Linked DNA regions of Mus musculus: regions 1 and 3 are each linked to region 2. A link is a contact called in public promoter capture Hi-C data. All regions are on one chromosome and are shown on one strand. The core of a region is the stretch at or near the end of the contact, and the rest is flanking DNA. Distances in the headings are between cores, read along the strand shown. Region 1 holds the start of Mrpl17 (mitochondrial ribosomal protein L17). Region 2 holds the start of Apbb1 (amyloid beta (A4) precursor protein-binding, family B, member 1). Region 3 holds the start of Cckbr (cholecystokinin B receptor).

What was found. Promoter capture Hi-C pulls out the DNA fragments that hold promoters and counts their contacts. Capture Hi-C pulls out chosen DNA fragments and counts their contacts.
Region 1: a promoter capture Hi-C map of neural stem cells shows a contact between it and region 2. The contact joins the promoter of Mrpl17 here to the promoter of Apbb1 in region 2. A contact is called at or near these places in 17 of 39 promoter capture datasets (the 3T3-L1 cell line, 3T3-L1-derived adipocytes, the C10 cell line and 11 more), 1 of 15 datasets of contacts at CTCF or cohesin (embryonic stem cells), 5 of 484 Hi-C or Micro-C datasets (CD8 T cells, cerebellum, embryonic stem cells and 1 more), 9 of 115 datasets of contacts at active chromatin or transcription factors (craniofacial prominence, embryonic forebrain, embryonic stem cells and 3 more) and 3 of 9 other capture datasets (adipose tissue, liver and macrophages).
Region 3: a contact with region 2 is called in a promoter capture Hi-C map of adipose tissue. The contact joins the promoter of Cckbr here to the promoter of Apbb1 in region 2. A contact is called at or near these places in 3 of 39 promoter capture datasets (embryonic stem cells, liver and pre-B cells), 5 of 484 Hi-C or Micro-C datasets (cerebral cortex, embryonic stem cells, nephron progenitors and 1 more), 2 of 115 datasets of contacts at active chromatin or transcription factors (both in embryonic stem cells) and 1 of 9 other capture datasets (adipose tissue).

What each region holds. Positions count from the first base shown.
Region 1 is chr7:105,809,412-105,812,764 of GRCm38.p6, reverse strand. It overlaps Mrpl17 (mitochondrial ribosomal protein L17), which reads left to right and starts at 1,678. Exons shown (of 3, transcript NM_025301.2): 1 at 1,678-1,957; 2 at 2,247-2,315; 3 at 2,621-3,353. The coding sequence starts at 1,784. The coding sequence ends at 2,908.
Region 2 is chr7:105,579,858-105,582,877 of GRCm38.p6, reverse strand. Apbb1 (amyloid beta (A4) precursor protein-binding, family B, member 1) reads left to right here and starts at 1,387. Exons shown (of 15, transcript NM_001253885.1): 1 at 1,387-1,743.
Region 3 is chr7:105,424,013-105,427,233 of GRCm38.p6, reverse strand. Cckbr (cholecystokinin B receptor) reads right to left here and starts at 1,503. Exons shown (of 5, transcript NM_007627.5): 1 at 1,059-1,503. The coding sequence starts at 1,209.

The DNA of each region.
Region 1 (3,353 bases), core at 429-2,928, 230 kb before region 2:
ACAGAACACCAAGAAGAATGTAAGCCAAGTTGGAAACTGCTCATCACTATTTCCAGAGTGAAACACCATCTGAAGGGTTAGGTTGATTCCATCAAACTCTGGGTCCCTCTTTAGCGCTGAGCCACCTCAACTTCTTCATATTGTATATGATCATAAACTTATTTTTCTAAAATGAAACTATTTTAAAAATTACTCCTTTTCCATTTGAAATGTGTTATTTGTTCTGTCCTAGTAACTCCAACTGTGATGAATTCATTTTAAATAAGCCCTAATATGATCATCATTTTGTTAAATACTAGAGCTAGACTATATTTTCACCCAATTCCTCCCAGAAAACTGTTTTCAAAGAGCCATAAGGATGCTGAGCAATGGAAGGGAACACACACACACACAAACACACAGAACTTTTTTTTTAAGAAAAAGTATTCATCCACCCAGAGACCTAGGGAAGAACCAAACTGTAGTGCCGAAAATAAATAAAAAAAATTCAATGAGATGGTTCCTAGTGATATTCTGCTAGATTCATAGATTGGTGCCTAACTCAGTCGTCATCAGAGAGGCTGCCTCTTGCAGCTGATGGGAGATGTAGAGGCCCACTGACAAACATTAAGAGGAGAAAGAACCTGGGTTGGAGGCCTACATAAGGTCCCGCCCCTTGGAGCTCGGGAAACCCAGCAGAAGACAAGGAAGAATAATTGTGGGAGCCAGAGGGGTCGAACACAGGTGAGGACAGCCTGTAGAATCAACTGAGCAGGGCTTATGGAAGCTCAAAGAAGGGGCAATCATGGAGCCCTCAAGGTTCTGCCCTAGGTTGTCTGCAAATGTGTTATAGTTTGTTGGCTTGGTTTTTTGGGAGGACTCCTAATAGTGGGAGATGGGATGTCTCTGACTTTTTTGCCTGCTCTTGGGACTCTTTTCCTCCTAGTGAGTTTCCTTGTCCACACTTGATGTTAGGGTTTGTGCCTGGTTTTTGTTTTTTTGTTGGTTGTTGTTGTTGTTTGTTTGTTTTTTGCCCCACCCCCTTGTGCCTGGTTTTATTGTGCTTTGGTTGATGTCCCTAGGAGGTCTGCTCTTTTCTAGGGGGAGAAAGGGGAGAAAGGAGAGTGGGGGCTGGGAGGAGTGATGGGAGAGGAGGCTGCAGTCTGGGTATATTGTATGAGAAAAGAATAATTTTTTTTTTTTAAATGTCAGGTATTTGTCCATTACTTTAGCTTTTAGTGCTAACTTAGGTTTTTATTTATGTCAATAAAAGAACATAATACCTGCAGCTTTCCTGGACATAATTTATCTCACTATCACTAATAAAGACTGGGTTTAAACTGGCATCGTCACAAAACCAGCCAGGACTGCAACTCCTCAGGCAAGAGCGCCACATTCCACCACAGGCCCACCCCTCTGACGCAGTTCTCCTCAGGTACTCACTTTCCCGGCATGCTCCGCCCGGAAGGCGCCTCCTCCAAGAACGCCCCAGCCAGCCGACGCAGTGCAAGAGAAACCCGGCAGGGGGCGCCGAGATCCCAGTTCGCCACAGAGCACCGCAGACCTTGAGGCCCGCCCAGCTCGTCGCTCCAGAAACGTCAACACGTCGGGCCGCCCTCCCTCAGACTGCCAGCTAGGCAGGCTCTGATGCGCACGCGCAAACGCGGTAGCCACGCGCCGAGTTACTGCGCATGCGTCCTCTGAGACGTGCCTCCGCCCCTCTGCTCCCCCTCTCCCCGCGCGCGCACACACAGCTCGGAGTTTCCCTTTCCGGGCCCCCGAGAGGAGGGGCTGAGGTGAGAGCATGAGGTTGTCGCTGGCTGCCGCTATCTCCCACGGCCGCGTCTACCGCCGCCTGGGCCTGGGTCCGGAGTCCCGCATCCATCTGCTGCGGAACTTGCTCACGGGCCTAGTTCGCCACGAACGCATCGAGGCGACATGGGCACGCGCGGACGAGATGAGGGGCTACGCGGAGAAGGTGAGAGCCAAGCTATTCACCGCCGGGTCCAGCCTCAGACCGCCGCTCTGGCCGTGTGTGGGGAGTAGGGCCACGCTGGGAGAACTTTCCACGGTAGCGAATTCCCGTGTGGCACTCAGCTGAACGCGTCACTCCTGCGCAGCAAATGGAAGGCTGGTTGGGGCTCCGAAGGAAGGAGCGCCCAGAATTAGCTTAGCTGGTGGGATGGTTGGATGAAGGTAAGACAGAAGAGTAAGGTGGGCGCCTCGGTTCTTGACTCGTCTTGCATCCATGTGTTTTGTCCTCACAGCTCATCGATTATGGAAAGCTGGGCGACACCAACGAACGAGCCATGCGTATGGCTGACTTCTGGCTCACAGTGAGTGCTCCCTACCTGCTAGTGAGGAAGGAATCCTTAGAGAACCGGGTACCTGGCAGATTGAAGGCAGGGCATTCTTTTATGTACCAGACTTGCGAACTACCTTAGACACGTATTTCTCTTATTTGACTTGGGTAAAATGAGCATCCGCATAACTTCCTGTAAGTGTTTCTGTGTAACTTGGTACCTGAATGGGTGGTGGGAAAGCCTGTGAAGATGGTTTTGAACCCTACCTCTGGGAATAATCTATAGTTAAATGCCTCTACAGTTGTGACTATTTTTTCTGATTAACTCTCCCCATCTAGGAGAAGGACTTGATCCCAAAGCTGTTTAAAGTGCTAGCGCCTCGGTTCCAAGGTCAGAATGGGAACTACACAAGAATGCTACAGATCCCGAATCGGAAGGAGCAAGATCGGGCCAAGATGGCGGTGATAGAATATAAAGGGAACTACCTCCCTCCCCTGCCTCTGCCTCACAGAGACAGCAACCTTACTCTCCTAAACCAGCTGCTCCTGGGACTGCAGCAGGACCTGCACCATAACCAGGACGCAAGCCTCCACAGCTCCTGTACAGTTCAAACACCAAAGACTTAACTGGAGCTGGAGAGTGGTGCATAGGTGTGGTGCCCGTGTTCGTGGGTCTTGGAGCTCGTGTAGTGTGTGAGGCCTGGAAGTAGCATTGTAAAGCCCCCTCATAATGAGACCCAGACCTCCCTGCTGACTCACACGATCCTCTTTGCACAGAAGATAAAAGTCTTAATATGAATATAAGATATTGACTTTCTTGTCCTTCCCTAGGATTTATGGAAAGTAAGAGGCATCCAGATGCTCAGCCTCCTAAGACAGTAAATTCACAACTTAGGTTCTAAATTCTAGGTCTAGTTTTGCTTGTTTGTTGGAGGGGAGGGGATCTTGCTGTGTAATCCAGACTATATCCACCATGCAGCAGTCCTCCTGTCCCTGTGTTCCCAAGTGTTCACCACCACACAGTGCCAGTTTGCTTTGGTTTTGTTTTTTCTGAGACAGTTTCTTTGACTGT
Region 2 (3,020 bases), core at 138-2,637:
ATAACCTGACACACACAGTGTCCCGTGTCTTTTCCTTAAGACACCATAATTTTAATTACCTATGTGGTGTCTCTTCCCTCTTTTAATCTGTAAGCTGAATGAAAGCAGGAACTCTCTTTTGCTTTCTGGGTGTTAGCACCAAGGACAGTGTGTCATACCATACACCTATTTGCTGAGAGTGAGTGAGTGAATGAATGAATGTCCTTCTAGGTAACACGTGCTCATTTCTCAAGGATCCAGGTCAGGTGCGTGTCTTCCAGGTGGGATGCAGCTGAACCAGATTCTTTTGGGGATCTTTATGTCCGGCTTGGGATCCAACATGGTTTGTATTTCCTAGGTGCTTGTCAGATTACAATGGATTCTTAGCCACAAGTCAGTAACTGTACAAGATGAGTGATGGACATAGGGAGTTTTGTTACACTGCTCCACTTTTGCACATAAGTGCAAATGTCTATAACAAAAATTTAAAACATTCATATTTACCCAGGGATAAATGAAAGTATATTCAAAGTACTTTGGAGTACTTGCTTTGAACAAGCCAGAGATTGATAAAGTGACCCTGCATTAAGAGTATGTGTGTGTGTGTGTGTGTGTGTGTGTGTACTTTTCCACGTCAGGGAAATTCTTTAGAAGATGAACATAAGATGAAATAACAAATTTAGATTTGGGCACTGTTAGACTTAGATGCATCTCCAATCAGTTTTTCAGTATGTTCAGAGCCCACCGAGCCCACAGCTCAGGGGACAATGCTTTTGGGGTTTCTGCCCCTCTTTGCCCTTGATGTCAGGGATCTGACCATTAAGATTTGCCTCATTGTCTATCCAGGGCCTGCAGTGAACAGGAAAATAGCCAAGTACAGCATTTCTGTTTAATTTCCACTCAGTTCTCCATTTGGTCCTTTCCTAGAGTTAATTTCTACCCTGGAGTGCAGTGGGGGGGGGGGAGGCGGGGTGGGGGACGCTGTGTCATAGCTTTATATTCAGAGGCACGGGTAGAGTGTAAGAAATATCTCAGTTCTGGTTTAGTTTAACCACTTACTCTGTTACTGAGGGCAAGTCGTGTTACCCTTCAGAATGTCAGCACCTGCCTCTCAAATCCCGAGAACAACAATTGTGGGAATTGCACAGCGCTGGTTTGAGGATGAATGCAAGCAAATGGTTGAACATAGAGCCTGGTACAGAGTAAGCGGTCAATAAATACGCGCTATTATTATCCACAGGACGTCAGGGAGTGCTACCACAAGAGCCAGAGAGCAGCCGGCTGCCAGCCTCTTGAGGCGCAGCCACGGTCCCAGCACCCGTGTCTCTCTCCACCCTCCTCCTTCCCCCCTCCCTAGCGGATCAGACTCCGTGCTCTAGGCGCGTCTCCCGGCGTCGGTGCAGGACCGACGCGGAGGTGAGTCCACGGTGGCATGGAAGGGGAGAGCTGGGCAGGGTCCTGGGAGTTGGGTGCAGCCGTGCGGGGATAGACAGGAGGCCTGGGACGCAGGGCTTGCGAGGGTCAAGGGTCTGCAGGGTGCGGCTGGGGCAGCTGCAGCCAGTGCGGCTCGCACTCGCTCGCGCGCCCCGCCCCGGCCAAGATGGCGCCCCTCCCCCTCCCGTGCGCGGCTCCGCCGCTCGGGGCGCGGCCTCGCGGCCTGCGCGCTCCTGGGCGGGGGATGTTGTGATGGAGAAGCTGCGGTGTTGCGGGAGCCTTGCAGCTTGAGCTACCTTCGCCACCTGGGCCTGGGGCCTCGCCGCGCAGGTAGGTGCTGCTCCGTCTCCAGCCCAGCCCCGGGAGCAGGATCCCCAGCCTCAGCAGCCCTTAACCCTTGCAGCCTCTTCTTCTCAGAAGTCCAGGTCTCCAAGCCAGGCCTGATTACCCCCCACCCAACTCCCTTCGCCGCCTTCCTACCGCGGGCCTGCAAAATCACCCTCCGCAGGATCACTTTGGTCCTAACACCGACCGCTCCCCAAAGCTTTGCTTCTTGATCCTCTAGGATGCCCGGCGGGGGCGGGGAGGAGGGGGTGAGCGGGGGGGGGGGGGGGAGAGCGAGGGGCGATAGAAGAGTGGGGGAGGGGACGTCTAATGCTGGGAAGGGGACTTGGATCCGGGTAGGAGCCAGGCCGTGCGATTCCAGACTAGAGCCCCAGGCTTGGGATCTGTCAAGCTGCATTCTGTTGTCCTCAGCGACCGAGGGGTGTGCCCTGGGACCGGCGGGGTTCCCATCTCAGCCTGACAGAGAGGCCTAGCAGCGACTAGAGTGCTCCTTAGGAGCAGTTTTCCCTCTCCAATTCAGATGTTATTTCCAGCCTCTTCCGAGTCCTGTTTGTAGGTTGCATTCTGAGCCCCTAATTTCCCATTCATTTTAAAAATCCACTCCATTCTGTCTCTGACATCCACCGAAGCTTCTGAGCAAGGTCACTGGAGCCCTCCTTGTAACTCCAATGGACACTTGGCGGCTGTGAGCCCATTACCACTGAGTATGTGTCAGTCTCCTTGAAGCATTTTTTTTCCTGGTTTTCCTCCTAGGCACTGTCTATTGCTTTGAAGTGTTCTCTTGTCTCGTCTCTGCATATGTGATGCTATTCTGGCCTGAGCTGCGTTCTTTCACTCTGACCTTTTCCCTTGACCATTTCTTGCATGTCTAACTCTTTAAATTTCATATATAAGCTGCTGAGTCCCAAATTTATTTGTCTGGCCCAGACCACTGCTGAAATGCAAACTCATATATACTCAACTGTCCTCTGACATCCTTTTGAACAGTTCAACAGGAATTCCAAACCTACAGATTTCAAGGTGAATTAATTAACATCTCTTGTTCCCCTCATACCTCACTTACATGTCTGTTGTTCCTTCAGCCTCTCTCAATGACATCTGTCCATTCAGTTCAGGTTATGGTCACAGTGAGGTGGGGTCTGAGCAACATTCACCCTCACCTCTCGACATCAGATCTCACCAAGCTCTGTCATGCCCACGACTTCAATATTTCTCAGGTCTGCTAATGTCACTGGAGCTCAATTGCTGTCACACTTAGTGAA
Region 3 (3,221 bases), core at 254-2,753, 160 kb after region 2:
TTGAACATAGAATCCAACTCCTTCCCTTTCCATTTACTGAACCCAAGCTCCTAGGTTCCACCTCCCACCCCCAGTGAAGTTACCAGACCCCCAATTACTTTGGATGTCCACATCCCAATCAGACCCTCTTGTGGGATTTCCAGGCAGTGATTGTTACCCGTGGTCTCTGTCCCTGTGTACTTGGCTGCAGACTGCTGAGACTGCAGTCTGTGTCTAGTTCATTCCGTGTCCCCAGTGCTAAGCCTAACAAACGTTCATTAAACATTGCAAGCAAATATAGGGATGGGGGGGGCATACATTTAAAGATGTTCATTGAAGCAATGAAGATGCTACTGATGGAAGGAATGAGTCATTTTGAAGCTGGGATGAGGGAAAGCAGTACGAAGGGAAGGTGACACAAAGGAATGGGGTGACTGTTGCCAGGGGAAGTTAGTTCTAGGCAAGTGAGAAAAGGGATATTTGGGGAGCTTTGGAAGGGACTTGGGGACCTTCAGAGAGACAGAGAAAGCACATAGGTGGATGAAGGACCCTGGGAGCAGAGGAGTTTGGGGACAAATGAAACAAGAAAGGTAACTTCCCCCAGTGCCTGCTAAATTCAGATCTGAGAATATTTCATTCGGAAGGTTGGGGTAGAGGGGGATGATTACAACTCTTATTCATGCAGTCCAGAGAGCTTCTACCCTCACCGGCCCAGCCTCCTTCTTTTGCCTTTCTTTCCCTGGTTCCTGCCTCTCCCTCAGTACTGGCTCTGTAAACTGGAAAAGAAAGCTAGACCCTCTGACAAGAAGAGGTCCTTGCTTCCCAGCTGTGTGATGCTTAACTTGAGAATGATCTAGGTAGCTAATGGCAGGGCAAGTATGAGGCCAGGGCTCTGAAGCATGGTGTGAAGGTGTTGGAGTCAGGAGAGCTTGGGAGCCAGTGTGTGGAGGGGAGGGACCTAGGTGGGAGCTGAGGAAGTCCTATCAGGGTAAGCTATGGGCAGCTGACAGTGTAGAGGTCAAAGGGGTTCTCGAATAGTGCTGTGTGGTGCAGTGAGAAGGGCTTAGGGAGGCACCCACCTCTGGTCCCGGTTCCGCGGATACGAGGGGTCTCGCAGCTGAGGTTGCCGGCGCTACTGCTGTTGAGGAGGGAGACACCCGGGCGGCACAAAGAAGACCCTGACCCGGGTCCTGGTCCCTGCAAGCTGCGGTTCAGCTTGAGCAGATCCATGGCTCCTGTGAAGTCCCACTCAGCTCCAACTAAGCTAGCTCCAGCACCGGTTCCACCTGCTCCCGCGGCGCTGCTCGCTCAGGCTCCCGCCCACCACATCGCCAGCCCCTCCTAGTTTCCGCCCCCTGCCCTGGCCCCTACTCCTCCACTCTGCCACCAGCCTTCCCTTAGACCCAGCCGGTCCCAAGCTCTGGGCGGCTTTTGTCCCACCAGGTGACTCTTGGCGCGCCTCCTTGGCTCCAGAGTTCCGTGCGCGCGCTCCTGGGTGACTGCACTCCAGGCAGGCTCGCCCCCGCGCTAGGTTCTCCTTCTCTTAGAAATGTCTTTTCTGCCCACCTCTCATACCAATGTCCCCAGTTCTGGAAATTCGTGTGTGTGTGTGTGTGTGTGTTTACACGTGCGCCTGCTGGAGGGGATGGTGTGATGGGGTAGCTGCTGTGCGGTCCAGCATCTTTCTTTGGTGGTTTAGAAGACGTGGTGATGGCGGTGGTGATCCGGTTTGAGTCCCAGGGTCCCCGCTACAGAGCAGGTGCCTTAGTTTGTCTGGAGCCGCAGTTACCGAGTTCTGCCGCAGTGGCCGCAGTGATAACCACAGTATCAGCTACCTTAGCTCTTTCGTGAAGGCTAGCTTCTGCCTTTGTACATCCCACCTCCTATCTGAAACCCCAAACCCAGGCCTTTTCTTCAAAGACTCGGAGGGTCCTGGAGGGCCGCAGTTGCTCACAATGGAGACTGTACAAGGAAAAGGGCTAGAGTGGACTAGGGCACTGGGGGCGGCGGGGAATTGAGGTGAGAAATGCACTAAATGAACTGAGTTGAGGTGTGGTAAGGGTTCTAGTTCTGGCCCTGACTAGGGTGAAAGATAGGGAGCAGGCAGCTTGGTCATCTACCTAGTCTCTAGGCAGCGTCCACCCCCACCTGAAACGATGATGCTCCATTTGCCCTCAGCACGGATACAGCAAGGGAGTAGGGTGCTGGGTTCCCATGAGAGGGGATCAGAAAAGGACTGGGTCACTGGAGTGTGGCGGGGGCGGGGTAGGGGTTGGACAAAACTGAAGGCGCCAATGAAGTGGATTCCGCTTCCTGAGGCAGGACTGGCCTCCTCTACTTTGTGGCCTTGTTTCGACCAGTGTCATCCATTCCAAAGAAATTCTAGTGTGATGTGAAATATCTTTTGGGATCCCAAAGTGGCTGTCAGAGGTTGGGGGGGGGGGGTGGAGACAGAGGAAGAGAGAATTAGAGTGGGGGTGGGGTAGTCTAGATACATGGGGAATTCGGATTCAGTATCCTGACTGTTTTGGAAAGGACCTGATCAGTCAGCATTGAGTTCATAAGGACTGCAGAGCTGGAGGAGGGGCTAAGCCTGGGATGTCATCACCCCCTCCCTCCACTGTCACCTCTGCTTGTCTGAGAGCCCGGGATCAGAGGAACCTGGTGTTTGCTCAGCTCCAGCACAGGTGGCATCTCTGATAATCCGATGAGCTTTTCCCACATTGGATGACGGTAGCACTGAGAAACACGGGGACAAAGGGAATGTAGGGGGGAGAGAGAGGGACATGGATGTAGCTTACACTCACTTATCCAGAAAACTATGTATCCAGGTATTAATTATGGGACTTTTGTGCCACCCTTTCATGCAATGAGTCTGTCCATGAAGAACTCCCACTTAGAGGGGATTTTACCAAATAAGCCAGAGTTTGCAATACACAGTCCTACAAAAAATCATTAGGATGTGCACATTGAACAATTAGGAAATCAGGGCTGTATAGATGCTTCAGCTACTAAGAACTCTTGCTTCTTTTGCAGAGGATCTGGACTTGGTTCCCTAGCATTGACAAAGTGATTCTCAACTCCAGTTTGAACAGATCCATTTCTCTCTTCTGGCCTCTCTGGGTACCAGGCACTCATGTGGCACACATGCATCTGTGTAGACAAAACACTCATAACACATAAACACATAACATAAACATAAAAAGGAAACCTAAGAATCATCCTAACTCTTCTATGCTCTT